Linked DNA regions of Sus scrofa: region 2 is linked to region 1. The links are chromatin contacts, called in public Hi-C maps. All regions are on one chromosome and are shown on one strand. Each heading gives the region's core, a stretch centred on a gene start, on an enhancer-like site or on the middle of the called end of the contact. The rest is flanking DNA. Distances are from core to core; before and after follow the strand shown. Region 1 holds the start of TMEM231 (transmembrane protein 231). Region 2 holds the start of ZNRF1 (a long non-coding RNA gene).

Region 1 (2,768 bases), core at 123-2,622:
AAAAAAAAAAAAAAAAAGAAATGTGTAGAAATACTTCATACTGTGAAACAGGAACTAATAGGGTTGTAGGTCACTTATACTTCCAAAAATAAACAAACTCATTAAAAAAAGAGATCAGATTTGTGGCTACCAGAATCAGGGTGGAGGGAAGAGGGGATTGGATGAAAAGAAGGTACAAACTTGCAGTTACAAGATAAGTACTAGGGATATAAGGTACAACATGATAAATATAATTAACACTGCACTGGGTTACATATGAAAGAAAGAGAATAAATCCTAAGAGATCTTATTATAAGGAAAAATATTTTCTATTTAATTTTCTATATGAGGTGAAGGGTTCACTAAACTTATTGTAATCATTTTATGATGTATGTAAGTCAAATCATTATGTTGTACACCTTAAACTTATATGGTGCTGTATGTCAGTTATATCCCAATGAAACTAGAAGACAAAAGCACTTCTAGGTTGGTTTTGAAATAGGAGCGTCTACTGCTGGACTCCATTCTGATAACAAACCTCACACTATCTCTTGGCACTGACATTTGATTCTTCGGGTCCTTTTGATAAAGAAGTTGGCTGTTGAACGTGTTAAAAAAAAATCCTGGGAGTTCCCATTGTGGTCCAGTGGAAACGAATCAGACTGGTATCCATGAGGATCCATTTGATCCCTGGCCTCCCTCAGTGGGTTAGGGATCTGGTGTTGCCATGACCTATGGTGTAAGTTGCAGACATGGCTTGGATCCTGCATTGCCATGCCTGTGGCATAAGCTGGCAGCTGTAGGTCCAATTTGACCCCTAACCTGGGAACCTCCATATGCCATGGGTATGGCCCTTAAAAAAAAAAAGATCCTTCTGCCTTGTTTGAAATACTAGGGAGAGCTTTTAATGAAGTGACACACCAAGGTTAACTTTGCAGAGGGCCAGAGCTTCCCCAAAACAGGTCGTCAAGCCTGTGCTCAACTATAACATAGTATAGTAGAGCTATATAGTAATTATCCTTATCCCTTGAAGAGCAGGGTGCTTTGTGACCTGTTTCGGTGTCTGTCTTGCTATGGACTAGTGAAAGCATTAGAAAATTTGGAGACAGGGGTTCCTGCCCTGGCTCAGTGGTAAGGGACCTGACTAGCATCCATGAGGATGTGGATTGGATCACTAGCCTCGCTCAGTGGGTTAAGGAACTGGCATTGCCATGGCCTGTGGTGTAGGTCACAGACGCAGCTCAGAACCTGTGTTGCTGGAACTGTGCTGTAGGCGGCAGTTGCAGCTCTTATTTGACCCCTAGCCCGGGAACTTCCATATGCCTGCGGATGCGGCCCTAAAAACAAACAAACAAATAAATAAATAAAAGTGAAAAGAAAGAAAGAAAAAAGGTACATTTGGATACAAAGGAGTGACCAGGTCCAGGACCACACTGTTTTCCTCCAATGTAAGGTGTGCCGTTACTGGACTCAGTGTACAGTGAACCACATTGGGGATTAACAGATGACACTTATGCAGGTATTTACTTTAATATTTATGAAAATCTAATTTGACACAAATGTTAACAAGGGCGATGCTAAGATTTGGGGGCACGGAACATTCCATTTCTGCTCAGCTTATAGGAAAGGGCGCCTAACGCTTAAAGCTAGGACTACGATCCACCAGTGGGTACCGCCCCCCGTTAGCCCCACCCCCACCAAAGCCAGCTTCCTTGCTATTGGTTCCTTTCCCCGCGCCTGCGGTTGCCGTGGAGACCAAGGCTATGGCAACCAGGAGAAGCCAAAGTTGGTCGAGTCTCTGGAACCGCGGAGGGGTCCGGGACGCGCAGCCCGACTCCGACCTGTGCTCATGGCGCTCCACGAACTCTTTTCTCACCCGGTGGAGCGCGGCTACCGCGCGGGGCTCTGCTCCAAGGCCGCGCTGTTCCTGCTGCTGGCCACCGCCCTCACGTACATCCCACCGCTGCTGGTGGCCTTCCGGAGCCACGGTGAGCCTGCCTGAAGGCCAGTGCGCGACAGGATTCTCCCCGGTGCTCCCGCCGGCCTCCCTAACCTCTTCCCCTCTGCCTCCTGCCCTCTTTACCTCAGGGTTTTGGCTGAAACGGAGTAGCTACGAGGAGCAGCCGACCGTACGCTTCCAGCACCAAGTGCTGCTCGTGGCCTTGCTGGGACCTGAGCACGCGCACGGCGGATTCCTGGCCTGGAGCACGTTCCCTGCCTTCAACCGACTGCAGGGGGATCACCTGCGCGTCCCGCTCGTTTCGGTGCGTGGTTCTGGGCGGGTGTATGGATGGAGATGGGGATAGGGGCATGCGTGGGAGGAAGCTGGGCGGTCCGGGTCCTTGTCCCTGGGGGCCCTGCTTGGGTCTGAAGGAGTTACGAATCCACAGAAGTTGTGTGTACAGGCTCATTGGCCTAAGCTTATATTTAATTTCCTGGGGAGTAAATATTTTGTAATATTCGAATTCTCCAAGCCGTCCACCACCCCCGAGAAAATTAGTCACTGCTGTCAGGGTGTGTGTCCCACACAGAGACTGATAGCCTGCGGACAGCCTGTCTCTGGCCCCCATTTCCGTGGGCGTGGCCTGATGGAAGCGTGGTCGCGAAAGTTGCTGAGTCGTGAAAGCCAGTTGACGTTCTCTCTCTCTTTTTTTTTTTTTTTTTTTTTTTGGTTTTTCTGTTTTTTTTTTTTTTTTAGGGCCGCACCCGCAGCATATGGAGGTTCCCAGGTTAGGGGTCTAATCAGAGCTGTAGCCGCCAGCCCAAGCCAGGGCCAGAGCAAAGAGGCA
Region 2 (2,768 bases), core at 174-2,673, 530 kb after region 1:
GCACAATGCAGCAGGAAAAGAAAGGAAGCACCCAGGCCGACTTGCTATAAAGCCAGACCAGACCTCTCTGAGGCTGAGGATGCCAATGAATGGGACTTGAATAAGCATCCACAAGTGAACCAACGCCTGAAGTCCTAATACGCCCAGCTCCGCAGCCTCTCAGGAAGCCTCTTTTCTATAGGGTAGGGATCCCATTCATCCCTTGGCTTCGGGAATCAAAGGGAAGACAGATTCAGGTCGCGCACTCCACCTCCAAATCCCCGCACGCGCGCGAAGGTGTGGGGCGCCCCGGCGCGCCCTCCCTTGAACTCCACCCTCCGAGGCCTCCACCACCCGCAGACTCACCACTGTGCGAGCTGAACCACCTGGGTGCGATGTGCAGAGGTAGAGCATCCGCCAGCGAGGCTCGGGAGCCCAGGTACAGCATCCCGTCTCTATGGTGACCGCCGCCCGTCTCCTGGTAACCATTGCCGTGGGCATAGGTGGAGTCGGACGCCGACCCTCCGCCGCCGGGCGCCCTCTCCGAGTCGCCGGTGCCCCGGGAGGCGGGGGTGTAGAGGCCAAAGGGCACCCCCCCGGCCGTGCTGGGGTCCATGCCCATGCCCGCCACCGAGCTGACCGAGCGGCTGCGCAGCCCCATGGCCCCGCCGCCTGCCCGGTAGTGCCCAAAGTGGGGCGCCCCTCCCGGCGGGGGCACGGCGCTGTCATCGGTGGAGACCCCAGGGAAGGGGCCCCGAGAACGAGCCGCCGTGCTCTGCTTGCCCCCCATGCTCGCCCGGGCCCCGGTGGGGCGGGAACCTGGAGGCCGAGACCCTCCCCCACTTCTCAGCAACCGGGGGAGGGTTGGGCGAGCATAAAGGGGGAGGGAGTCAAAAAGGAGACTGGGAGGTGGAAAAGGACAAAAAAAAAGAAAAAGAGAAAAGAAAACCCGCGGGGCGGAAGAGGCAGGCGGGCGGGGATCCCAAACTAAGAATTTAAACCGATCCAAGCCAAACGCATGTTTCCCCTCAAGGTCCAAAGAGGCGCAGTCCGCCGCGGGCTCGGCGCGCCACAGGCCGCCCCCGGGTTCCCGAAAGCCGGGGGAGCCGCAGGGAAGGAGGGAGGGAGGCGGCGGGCGAGCAGGCGGGCGGGCGCAGGGAGGCGCCGGAGGAGGCCGCCCGCCCGAAAGCAGGAGGCGGAGGAGGGCTGGGGGCGCCGGGCGCGTCCCCCGCCTCAGGACGCCGCGACCATGGACGGCGGCCCGGACCCCTCCAGGCCTCGGGAGGGCCGCGGCGCTGGGAGGCCAGACAGAGCTCGGGAAGCGGTGATAGCGTCGCGTCGCGCCCGCTCCAGCAGCCGCCGCCTTCCCGGCGAGCCGCGCCGCCCTGCTTGGTCCGGGACTGCGCTCTCCGGCGCTCCTCGCCGCCGTGGAGACAATGGAGGGCGGCAGAGCGCAGGCGCGGCCCGCGCCCCCTCCCCCCTCCCCCTCCCGCCGGGTTAACCCTTTCCCCGCCCCTGCGGCGCAAGGCCGCGGGCGCCCGAGAAGTCCCACCCACCCAATCCGCCCTGACCTGAGGGGCCTGAGCCATGGGGCGTCGGGACCAAAAGCTAGGCGTCTTTTCAAAGCAAGCACTCTTTAAGCCCCCGAAAGTAGCCGCTTACTGGGAAAGGAGGGAACCTACCTGGGGGGCGAGGGGCGGCCATGGTTCCAGGGGTGGGAAGGAAACCCAAGGAAGAAAAAAAATTACTCGAGACGCCTACCTGGCTCTGAGGGTCAGCGGTCAAGCTCCCCACCCGGCGCAAATTTGCCCCCACAGCACCCTCTGGTGGACATGCTATGCGTTCTATCTGAGGTTCCTCATCCAAGAACCCCTAAAAATCAGGAAACTTAGGAGTTCCCGCTGTGGCGCAGTGGTTAACGAATCCGACTAAGAACTATGAGGTTGCGGCTTCGATTCCTGGCCTTGCTCAGTGGGTTAGGGATCTGGCATTGCCGTGAGCTGTGGTGTAGGTCGCAGACGCGGCTCGGATCCTGTATTGCTGTGGTTCTGCGTAGGCCGGTGGCTACAGCTCCGATTTCACCCCTAGTCTGGCAATCTCCATGTGCCGCGGGAGCGGCCCTAGAGAAGGCAAAAAAAAAAAAAAAAAAAAAAAAAAAAAAAATCAGGAAACTTAGCATTTGGGGAATTCTTAGTTGTTGGGGGTAAATGGAGCACCGGGGCCCTTGTGACTCCAGTTTTTGCTGACAGTAGATCAGAACTTTCTATTTTGTCCTTAATCAAATGGATAGATTCCTTAGCTAAAATGTGATTCTGATGATCATTAGATGTATGATAAAAAGTGAAAAGATATGGACATGAGATGGAATAATACAGCTAGAACTAGTGATTTTAGAAACACTCTAGTTCACGGTGGGACCCCTGTTTTGTTCACCATTTATCTTGGCATGCACCACAGGGTCTATCACAGAGCCGGTACTCAATAAAGATTTGCTGACCAAGTCTGAATTTTGCAATCTCTCTTATTCTCACTAACATTCATTCATTCATTCATTCAGCACCTTTTCTTTTCTTTTCTTTTTTGGCCACGGGTGGCGTGTGGAGTTCCTGGACCAGGGATTGAATCTGAGCCAGAGTTGCAATCTATGCCACAGCTACAGTAATGTTGGATCCTTAACCCATTGCTGGGGGCAGGGGCTTGAATCCACACACCCCACACACATAGCTGCAAAGCCGCCAGTGCAGCCATGGATCCTGTTTGCGCTACAGGGAAAGCTCAGTATCTATCAA

Evidence for each region. A called contact is a pair of places that touch in the nucleus more often than the background predicts.
Region 2: a Hi-C map of embryonic fibroblasts shows a contact between it and region 1, with 2.6 times the contacts expected there. The contact joins the promoter of ZNRF1 here to the promoter of TMEM231 in region 1. A contact is called at or near these places in 1 of 47 Hi-C or Micro-C datasets (embryonic fibroblasts) and 1 of 2 datasets of contacts at active chromatin or transcription factors (skeletal muscle).

Annotation. Positions count from the first base shown.
Region 1 is chr6:12,138,945-12,141,712 of Sscrofa11.1, forward strand. It overlaps TMEM231 (transmembrane protein 231), which reads left to right and starts at 1,373. Exons shown (of 6, transcript XM_005664337.3): 1 at 1,373-2,243. The coding sequence starts at 1,743.
Region 2 is chr6:12,667,384-12,670,151 of Sscrofa11.1, forward strand. ZNRF1 (a long non-coding RNA gene) reads right to left here and starts at 1,424. Exons shown (of 5, transcript XR_002344499.1): 1 at 346-1,424.